2 separate regions of the Anas platyrhynchos genome follow, and region 1 is linked to region 2. A link is a contact called in public Hi-C data. All regions are on one chromosome and are shown on one strand. The core of a region is the stretch at or near the end of the contact, and the rest is flanking DNA. Distances in the headings are between cores, read along the strand shown. Region 1 holds the start of EIF2B3 (eukaryotic translation initiation factor 2B subunit gamma). Region 2 holds the start of ARMH1 (armadillo like helical domain containing 1).

What was found. A called contact is a pair of places that touch in the nucleus more often than the background predicts.
Region 1: a contact with region 2 is called in a Hi-C map of skeletal muscle, with 2.0 times the contacts expected there. The contact joins the promoter of EIF2B3 here to the promoter of ARMH1 in region 2. A contact is called at or near these places in 3 of 8 Hi-C or Micro-C datasets (skeletal muscle and subcutaneous adipose tissue).

What each region holds. Positions count from the first base shown.
Region 1 is chr8:29,602,030-29,607,080 of IASCAAS_PekinDuck_T2T, reverse strand. It overlaps EIF2B3 (eukaryotic translation initiation factor 2B subunit gamma), which reads left to right and starts at 2,464. Exons shown (of 12, transcript XM_027462613.3): 1 at 2,464-2,518; 2 at 2,737-2,885; 3 at 4,441-4,580. The coding sequence starts at 2,738. HECTD3 (HECT domain E3 ubiquitin protein ligase 3) reads left to right here. Exons shown (of 21, transcript XM_027463502.3): 14 at 73-192; 15 at 283-372; 16 at 454-660; 17 at 787-916; 18 at 1,060-1,134; 19 at 1,245-1,326; 20 at 1,401-1,472; 21 at 1,583-1,736. The coding sequence ends at 1,712.
Region 2 is chr8:29,418,531-29,424,170 of IASCAAS_PekinDuck_T2T, reverse strand. ARMH1 (armadillo like helical domain containing 1) reads right to left here and starts at 3,779. Exons shown (of 12, transcript XM_072041827.1): 1 at 3,301-3,779; 2 at 981-1,194; 3 at 551-619; 4 at 1-23. The coding sequence starts at 1,186. It overlaps TMEM53 (transmembrane protein 53), which reads left to right and starts at 4,277. Exons shown (of 3, transcript XM_038182720.2): 1 at 4,277-4,409; 2 at 4,746-4,849. The coding sequence starts at 4,352.

The sequences.
Region 1 (5,051 bases), core at 1,215-3,714, 180 kb before region 2:
GGGAGGCTGGCAGGAGAGGCTGGGCTGAGCCGGTCCCAGCGGCCGCCTCACTTCTCTTTCTCCTTTCTGCAGGGTAACAGCAGCAGTGACGCCAGGGACATGTACGTCCCCAACCCCTCCTGCAAGGACTTCGCCAAGTACGAGTGGATCGGGCAGCTGATGGGAGCAGCCCTGAGGAGCAAGGAGATTCTAGTGAGCATGGTCAAACCCATGCCACCAGTCCCTGTCTGGCAACGGGTGCAGGAGGGCTGTGGGGAGGACACATCTCCTCTGCCTCTGCAGGCCCTGTCTCTGCCCGGCCTGGTGTGGAAGCAGCTGGCAGGGGAGGAGGTCATCTGGAGCAAGGACTTTGCTGCTGTGGATGCAGAGCTGGTGAGCGCTGCCGGGGCCGTGCCGTGGGCTCCCACAGCTGCTCCGGCTCTGCCGTGACCGCGTTGTCCCTTTGGGTGGCAGGTGAAGCTGCTGGAAGTGCTGGAGGGGGTGGACAGGGAGGCCTTCGACTTCATGTTTGGCAGAGAGCTGACCTACACCACGGTGCGGAGCGACCAGCGCCTGGTGGAGCTGATCCCCAACGGCAGCAGCACCGTGGTGCGCTACGAGGACCGCAAGGACTTCATCCGCCTGGTGCAGAGGGCTCGGCTGGAGGAGAGCAAGGAGCAGGTAACGCCGTGTCCCCAGCCCGTGAGGCTGCAAGGAGACCCTGGGCCGGGCCCTCTGGCTGTCCCGTGGCTGGTGTGGGTCTGTGATGGTGGGTGAGGGGCTGCACGGTAACGTGGTGCCCCTCAGGTGGCAGCTCTGCGGGCTGGGCTGCTCCGCGTGGTGCCGCAGGCCGTGCTGGACCTGCTCACCTGGCAGCAGCTGGAGAGGAAGGTTTGTGGGAACCCCGAGCTGACAGTGGACAACGTGAAGGCGTTCAGTAAGTGCCAGGGATGGTGTGAGGCTGCACGCACCCTGCCCCATGCTGAGCAGCGGGGGCGAGCGGCCGCCCTTTGCACGGGGCACCCCGCGTGAATTCCCTTTGCTGGGAGCCCCTAACGAGGCGTTTGCTCCTCGCTGCAGTCACGTTTGAGGACTTGAACTCCGACGACCCCCGCATCCGGATCTTCTTGGAGGCGCTCAGCAACTTCACCAGCGGTGAGCGGCCCCGTGCCTTCCCCGCTCCTCACCGCCAGGCCGGGATGTCCCTTCCCCTCGCAGCATCCCGCCTGGGGGTGACCCCAAACCTGTCCCCTGTCCTTCCCCAGAGGACCTCAGCCGCTTCCTCAAGTTCGTGACGGGCCGCAGCCGCCTCCCGGTGCAGATCCTCGTTTACCCAGACAGGTCGGGGTGAGTCTCGGCATCCTGCCCGGCCGTGTCCCCGTGGCGCAGGGCCTGACCCTTTTCTCCTTTCTTCCTCCAAGAACGGAGCAGCTGGACGTGATGCCCCAAGCCTCCACGTGCTCCTGCACCTTGTACCTGCCCAACTACTCCTCGTGAGTGCAGCCGGGGACTGGGACGCTCGTCCTGCCTTCTGTGGGGACGTTTGGGGGGGGTCTGGTGCCTGTCCCCGATATAACCCCATAACCTGGTGTCTTGCCTGCAGGGCCCAGGCCTGCGAGGAGCTGCTGCGCTACGCCGTGTACAACTGCATGTCCATTGATACCGACACCGACGAGCCCGCGGGCCTGGAGGTGGCCGTCGACTCCCCCGAGCTGTGGAGATATTTTGTGTAATAAAAACACGGGGTTGTGCTCGTGGCTGTGGTGTGGAGAGTATGGGGGGTGTGGGGGCTGCGTGTCCCATCCCCCCCCTTGAATATGGGCGCAGGGGTTGGGGGCCACCAACTGCCACCTCCAGCCTGGGTGTCCCCATGAAGTGATGGGGATGTGGACGTGCTGCATGTCCTTTGTTGGGGGGGTGCGCCCTGCCCCGCTGCCCCCATCCCAAAGGCCGTGCCCTGCCTCTCCTCGGGGCATGGGACGGCAATGGGGAGGGTGGGGTGCTCAGCGCCACCCCCTCTCTGCCCTGCACCCCCATCCCCTTATCCCAGGAGCCTGGTGCCTTCTGTGGTCTCAAAGCACTTGAGTGATGGGCTGAGCTTCCTGGGACGCGCCTGGTGGGGGACGCACCCCAAAAAGTGCCCCCATACAAGACACCCTATAAAATACCCCCATAAATGACCCCATAAAATGCCCCCACACAATGCACCCCATAAAATACCCCCCTGCGAGGCGCCCTGCGAGCTGCTGCCCTCAGTGCACCCCATAACCCCCCCCATTATGCAGCTCACCCTATAACCCCCCCATGTCCCCTACCCCCCCCATGCCCCCCCCCAGGGGGCGCTGTCCCCTCGCCCCCCCCCCCAGCCGATCGATGACTCGGCGCTCCTCTCTCCTCCCTGCCGGTGGGAGGGGGTGCATCGATGCTCTCGGCGCTCCTCGAGCCGCTCGGCAGTCCCCGCGCATGCGCGCTGCGCGCCGGCGCCGCCATTGCGGTGCTGTCAGGGAGGCGCTGGGAGCCGGCGGGGAGCGGCGCGCAGGTAACGGGCCGGTAACGGCATTTAACACAATTTAACGCAATTTAATACAATTTAACGTGATTTAAGGTAACTTAACGTGATGTGGCGTGGCTTAACGCAACGCACCGGTGCTGCCGGTGCCTCACGGCGGGTGCTGGGGGGCCGGGGGCCGGGTTGGGCCCGGTGGGGCCCGGCTGGGCCCGTGCCGGCCGTGACGCGCCCCGCGGGTGCCGTTGCAGGATGGAGTTCCAGGCCGTGCTGATGGCGGCGGGCGGCGGCTCCCGCATGACGGACCTGACGGCCAGCATCCCCAAGCCGCTGCTGCCCGTGGGCAACCGGCCCCTGCTGTGGTACCCGCTCAACCTGCTGGAGCGTGCCGGCTTCGAAGGTGAGGAAGGGCACTGCCCGGTGTCCTGCAGCCACCTCTGCCGCTGTCAGCCTTTCCTCCTTGTCACGCATTGTCTTGTCGCTGCTCGTCTCCACACCTCCACACACAGGCCTCCTCCCCACACCAGACCAGATGCTGACTGCTCCTCACCAACACAGCATCCTTTACTTTTAACTCTACGCCGCATCTGTGCGTGCTGCCTTCCTGCTGCCCCCCTCACCAAGGGTTTTCTCACCAACGTGCTCTGCTTAAGTGTGGGGTCTTTCTCGGCATCGTTAACCTGGAGCCTCTCCCTTGTTTCTTTCCCTGAATTGCTAATGAGAATGGCGTGAGAAGCGTGTTGGCTCTCTTGGGGCGTCTCTCAGTTTGTTGTTCCAGTCTGGCCTGAAGTTCAGGGTTACGTGCTTTGCTTGAGGCGTTTAGTCCTTGTTGCAGCACGGAGCTGAGCGCTGGCCTTTAGACAGAGCGGGGGCAGGGGGAGCTGGCAGCCTGGTAGCAGTTTTCTGGGCCTTGTTTCACGTGAGGGCTCAAGTGATAAACGTTTGGTGAGGTTCTTTAGCATTCTCTGTCATTAAATTTCTGTTTAGCTTTTCAGCGATGCCCCAAGCATTCCCCATAACTCATAAAACTTCCTGGTACCATTTACATCTCTGATTTTCATGCCTATATTTGTCTTTGCCTTTCTGCTTCTTTTTCTGTTTCTTCTGGGTGACTGCGCTGTTCTTCTGCGCTCCCTCTTGAGAAAGTGACTTCTTTTTCTAGCTGCTGCTCTTCTCTTTGAAGTTGTAGGGATCAGCTCATGATTAACACGTGTTGTCCTTCCCATATGTTATACCATTTAGGGATGTGTAGTTTGAGGTCACTTGTTAGTGATGTAAGATGTTTCTCTTTCATCTTGCTGATTCATGCCACTCACATAGTCAGCATTAAGAAACAAAGGGAAAAATAAATGTAAATCTGTGCCGTTGTTTTGTTTCATTAAGAAATTCTTAAGAACTCTTCTACAACCTGTAAAAATTTGGACATGCAAGGTTGGATATGCAGCTATAGGCTGTCAGACACCTTCTTGCTTTTCTCTTGCTTCTGCCTTCCAACCAAGCTGACACTTGTGTGCTAATACTCTGATGGCGTGAATTCTCTCTGAATCACAGTTTTTATTATCGTGTGATGTTTGGGTTCTTCCTGCTTGTTTACATGAATTAGTAGGTGTTCCACAGGCTGATTCGCTGCTTCCCTTTTGTCCCAACTGCAAGTACTTCATCTCGGAATGATGAAGTCTTCATTTGTGTCTTCATTTTGGAAAATATGCTTTCATGCCACCATCGATGTGCTTCAAATACGCTTTTCCCTTTTTTTCTTTTGTAGGTAGAATGAGTTTGTTGTTTACAAACAACTCCACTCCCCTGCCAAGCTGGTGCTCGGCAATAGCTTAACTATTGTGCTGTGATACTGTGCTTGGTGGTGTTGCCCACAGGGTGTTATACAGATACATTCAATTGTTGTAATAAGCATATATATTTTTTGCTTGATTTCATCCCACTTTCCTCTGTCCTAGAGGTCATTGTGATTACAAGGAAGGAAATCCAAAAAATGTTAAACTTGGACACAAAAATGAAGCTGGACTTTGTGTGCATCAGTGACAACGCAGACATGGGTACGGCAGATTCACTGAGGCATATTCACCAGAAAATTAAGGTATTATTATTGTCTTTTATTGAACTTGACTGGAAGATGTTTGTTTAAAATAATCTTTTTTTTTTTTCATTGTGTTTTAATAGTTTAAGAGCTGTACCATGCAATACTATTGCAGGTAACTGGATTTCCTGCTCTGCAGAAGACCTGACTTTTGTATAGGTCATCTTGTGGGGGAACTCAGGCAAGGACTCGGAATGACCACAGATGACAGCTAGGAAGGCTGGAGCAAATCCAGGCTGGGCACTAGCTGCTTTTTAGCCAGAGTTACCTTTCTGGCAGGTAAATTAAAAGGCTGTATTTGTTCAGGCAGCGTTCATACAATATCATAATGTGTGACAGCTGATGTGCAGTTGGTGCTTGGGGAAGCATTTCCGTAGAAATGTTCTTTCTTTGTCATCGTATCTTAGGCAATACACTGATAGATGAGTGAGCTTGCGTTTGCCTCTTGCCATTAGGCATCAGTTTTCTGCT
Region 2 (5,640 bases), core at 2,530-5,029:
GAAATTCAATAAGGTATCTGCGCCTGCAGGGATGGGGGAACAAAGCCCAAAATGTCACCGGCCCTGGAGCCCATCTTCCCGAGCGAGCACTCTGTGCTCCTGGGATCTGTCACCTCCTGCCTCGCTGTAGCAGGGCCCTGGTGCCAGACACCCAACACGAGGTGCCTGGGGCTGAGCTGGGATGGCTGCAGCAGGCGCCGCCAGCAGCATGCTCTGCAGCAGGTCACCAGCTCCTGTTTTCCCTCTGTGCTCATTTCAGACACTGAACGGCAGGCACAGAAAGCCCCATTGCTGCACTCGTGCTCCCAACACATTCCTCCCACACCATGCCAGTGACCCAGCGGCTCTGGTGATGGGCAAGCAGTGGATTGGGTTTTGGGAACATCTGAAAATCCTACTTGCAGTAAGCCACAGCCCTTGCTGGGGCCTGCCCTGCATGAAATGTTTAAACAGCCCTTCCAAAAGCCTGCCCAGGACCTGTTATCTTCTTTCTTTCCTGAACCCTGCCACCCTCGCATGCACCTCTCACGCAGCTACGTTCTCTACTCACCCGCCTGCAGCAGATAAGAAGATGCCAATAGACTTGAGCAGCTTGTCAAGGCACGTGCTGTGCATGTAGCTGTTCGATAAGGCTAAGGAGGGAATGACAGACCATCCTGGTGCCCCCCCCGGCAACTCTGGCAATGTGGAGCTCTGAACCTGGGTACCCACTTTGTTAGAGGGAGCATGGAACTTCCTCTCAAAGGTGTGCAGAGGCAGCACGCTCACCCCAACAGGAGAAAAACCACTAATTTCTAGGTTCCTGAGAGTCAAACTACATGACTTTTTCCTCAGTTCCATCTTCAGATAGCTATTTTTTCCCCTGCAGCTGGATATGGATCTCTCTACTTATTCTTTGAACATTTTTTTGTTAGAGAACATCCCCTTCCTCTCCATCCCACTACCACGCGCCACGCTCAGCTTTCCAAGGAAACAGATACGTCATCCTGAGCCACGCTGTCAGGCGAGCCAGAAACAAGCTGGCTCCCTGGGAGAATTCCAGCTCCAGCTCTGGTTCTGTCTTGCCATTATTGCTTTTGATGAAGCTGTCCAGGACGCGGCTTCGAGCAACTTTGTGACCACTGTCCCATTCTTGCAGGAAAACCATGAGCTTCCTGATGGCCTCCTGCTCTTTGACAGAAGCCATGATCTCTTCTGCCTAAAGAAAAGTGAGAAGTTAAAAAAAAGGCCTTAAAGACAGAAGAAGTCTGTATTGAGGAATTACCACCAGAATCACATTTAAAATGTTCTCTGGCAAATTAAATATTAATATAAAAGCACTTACTAGCCATTTATTACATCTTTTTCCTACACTTGTTTCATAAACAGCAAAACTGAGCTAAAAGGAGAGTTTCTGGTAAGCCTGAAGCTGCACAGAGAATCCGCAACAGACTTGAGATTATTTTCCAAGGGCAGCTGGCTTCACCACAGGAACTCTCTTCTCCGCTGTGTTAATAAAGTCATTTTGATGTTACTCATTCCCCCCACTTTGGTTTCTTGCTAGGTTCATGATATGAACACTGCATCTCATATCTGACCTACCAGAGAGTAAATAGAGTGAAATGAGAGCACAAATAGGTATGGATTTATGGGGAGTGACAGGGTCAAGGGGGCTGTAAATGCCTGTTAGTGTGCAGCGGTGCAGCCTGCTCTCACCCACAGGGTGCAGCGAGTCACTGGGGCTGGGCCCACATCCATTCCAGGAGGAGGTTTGGCCTGGGCAGTGGCAAAATGGCTTGGGACCGTTTGGCATGGTGGAAAAATTGCTTTTTTTTTTTTTTTCTTGTTTAATTTCTATGTGCACATTCTGAGTTTTCAGTGGTCCATCATTAAAAAATCTAAGGACTGAAATAATAAGAACTACAGGCAAGAAGACAAAGCTCCACAAACATCCCTTGTCTGCACTTCCTTCAATCCCACAAAGCAACCTGTGTTTTACCAAATTACTTTGCCACGCTTTTACCTCAGTAGGATGTCCCCCTATTCCAACCTGACAAACGGCAACGTGCACTTTGTAGAGGGATGAAACACCAGAGGACTAAACCTTCCCTTCATGTGTGTAGTCAAGAATTCTGCTGACGTGTATGTGGTACCTAAGACAAGCACCATTTCAGGTTTTATTTAAAGTATGGTTTATCTGCCAAAAAGTTAAAATGACAGAAAACTCCTGGGTTTCAGAATAAGAAGTTTCTTTCAAAATAATCCAAGTCACCAAGATTAACAATTAGCTATCTGCAAAGTTCTTAAGCCTGTTCCTCAAGAATTTGGAGCGAAGTACCAAAAAAGCTCCAAAATATCCCCAGGACGTATGCTCAAAATAATTTTCTATTGCTATTATCTGAACCCTGCTGAAAACAATGACCAAGAGGTGAAAAGTATCTCAGTGACGGAAAACAAACAAACAAAGACTTCAAAAAGTTGGCCAAGACACAAGGATTGAGACTTAAGATGAGACGAAATTTCATTTGGGAATTAACGGTCTGTGCTCTGAAAGGAGCCTGTGTCCTTGGCAGGGCGTTTTCAGGATCTCCTTTGCGGGGAAGCAGGTTTAAAATAAATCCATTTTCCCAAAATAGTTGTGATTGAAAGTGTTATTAGCCATAACAAATGTTAGTGCTGACAGGAGAATGGCCTGTTAGGGGCCTCTGGTGAAACAGTCAAGTGAAAGTCATATTTCACATTATTGCGAGCATTTTCCCGTGATTTACAGAATATTTGTGAAACATTACTTGCAAGGCGTATGATTGATATTGAGAGAACAGCTAGTATGTAGGAGGAATCTGTATTTCACTGAGACTGTTTGCATGAAATTTACAGTCCCATAAAGTGCTCCTCTGTCCTCAACAGAGATCTTGTTAAAAGAACTTTACAGTCTGAAACATCCTAAAATTGATTCTAAATTAATGTTTCCATATTTATGTTTGAGATGCTGGTGGTGTAATGCTGCCCTATTTTTATTTTAAAGCTACAGTAGCTTCCACTGTTCAGAAAAACCAGCACCAGCTTTAAGACATGAGGATTTTATTGATACAAAGAGCTTGCCCATGAATCAACGGTGAAGAAAAATGAGCTTGAAAAAATGATCACGAGACTTCTGAGGATACGGCGGTATCAGTCCCTGGCTGCTATAACAACAGCATCTGCTGACATAGTGCTCTTTAAGCTGACATTGCAAAGCACCCTGAAAACGTACCCGAGTATTTTTATTACTGCCACTTTACATATGGGAACACACAGATACATACAGGGCAGTTAAATGACTTGCCTGAGTTGTTTGTCAGCGCTAAAAACGCCACATAACTCCTCTTTGCTAGCTCCAAACTCTGCCCTCACCGGCGCTGTGCTGCCTCCCCAGCCCACCGGACCTAACAAACACACCAGGGCTGGGGTCAGGGCAGTTCCTTTCTCCTGCCAAGAAAAACACGAGCGATTTTAGGGATGGCGGGGCAGCTCGGCGCTTGTTTGCATGCCACCTACTGCTAAACCAGACCAAAAGGCAGGCTGGCGCTGCCAGGCGTGAGGCGCAGCCTTGGACCCGCGGGCAGGCCGGGTGATGTGGAGCTACCTTTGGATCCCGCACCGCCAGGCCCCACGGGCCCTGGGCAAAACCCAAAGGCTGCTGCCCCGGAGGGTCCTCCCCTCACCTGGGCACCCTGCCCCTCCCCACAGCCCCTCCCCACAGCCCCTCCACACTCTCCCCAGTGCCCCCCAGTGCCCCCCACCCCCCCCAACCCCCTCTGACAGCCGTGCCCACCCCCCCAGCTCCTCACCCACCCCCTCAGGCCTCACCCCCTAGGCCTCACCCCTCACCCCTCACCCTGCCCTTCCCCCTCCCCCCCAAACCCCTTCCCCTCCGCCCCCCCAGCCCCAAACCCTCACCCCGGGGTCCTCCCCCACCCCCTGCGCCCCCCCTCAGGGGGCCCCGTCCCCTCAGACCCCGCCGGGCCCCCCCCGGCCCCCTCAGACCCCTCCGCCCCCGGCCCCGCCGCCCCCGACCCTGAGGGGGCGCCCGCTTCCCCTCAGGATGATGGACACCTCCCCGCAGCCAATCGCGAGCCGCCTCCCCCTCCCCTCGGCCCAATGGGCGGCCCGCTTTCCCCCCAGGTGGGCGGGGCTCCCGGCCGCCGGCGGTTGCTAAGGCCGCGTCGCTAAGGAAACGGGAGGCGGGGCGGCGGGAGGCAGAACGAGGCTGGGGCGGCCGCTCTGTGATCCTATTGGCTACGGGAGGCGCGGGGGGGCGGGGCTTCCGGTGGGGAGAGCGGAAGCGGAGGGAGGAGGAGGAGGAGGAGGAGGAGGAGGAGAGGAGGCGGCCATGGGGGCGCGCGGGCTGGAGGCCGCTGTGGTGGAGCTGGCGGCGGGGGAGGCCCGCGGTGGGCACCGGGAGGGATGGGAGGGGGCCGGGAGCGGGGTCTGGGGGTGCTGGGCGTGAGGGGGGGACCACAAGGGCAGGGGGGAGCCTCAGGGGGTGGGGGGCCTGTGGGGGGCCTGTGGGGGTCTGTGGGGGGTCTGTGGGGGGCCTATGGGGGGCTGTGGGGGCCTGTGGGGGCCTGTGAGGGGCCTGTGGAGGCCTGTGAGGGGTCTATGAGGGCCTGTGGGGGGCCTGTGGGGGGCTGTGGGGGCCTGTGGGGGCCTGTGGGGGGCCTATGGGGTTCTGTGGGGTCCGTGCGGTGAGCGGGGGGAGCTGACGGTGCCGTTCTGTGTTCCAGGGAGCGCCGCGGAGACCGGCTGCCAGCCCGTGGTGATCCTGCTGGGCTGGGCGGGCTGCCAGGACAGGTACCTGGCTAAGTACAGTGCGATCTACAGCCAGAAGGTGAGCGGCTCGCCTCCTCGTCTCTGCTCGCATCCTGGGGAGATCCCTGCTTCGTGTTCCCGTGGTGAAACGGCTCTGAAAGGCCCTGTCTGGGGTCGCTGGGAGGTGCGGGTGGGTTCTGGGTGTCACTGAGAGCTCCCAGCGTCCAGGAGCCGAGGGGGTGTTATCTGGTAGCTGCTGGTGTCACCTTTGTGCACACAACATAAAAATGCTTCTGGGAGAGGCTTTCTGCTGTTCTGCAAACCACTGGGCCGGCCTTGAAATAGGGTGTTAAAGCTGGGAGATTATTTGTGAAGGATGTGAACTGCATTAGCTGTTTTAGGGGAAAAACACATTTACTGCCAGCTGACAGGGCACAGCACAGGCTCAGCAAGGCCAGGCTGAGGAGTGACAGCATATCAGCATCTGTCATCCCGCCAGCTCTTCCCTTCTGTAAAATTAATCCATAAAAATGTCACAGCTCCAATTTGTTATATCCCATCTGTGAAGCAGATGCCCTGTGATAGGAATACCTGCCCACTGGTGACTCCTTGTTTTTGAACTAGAGAGGTGTGTCCCCATGGCAGTTCCCTAAGTTATGGACTCCTTCTCACTAATGCTGTATTTTACCTGAGTGACCCCAGCTTGTGGTATTGGGACCCAGTAAAACACCAAACCTTTTTTTTTTGTCTGTCAGCATACAGAAATCTTGTATTTATCTAAATCTGTTTCAGCTATAGATGGCGAAGTTTATACATTAACAAGCGTATTGTTAATGTGTAATCCAGCATAAGAGTCATGAATTGGCTTGT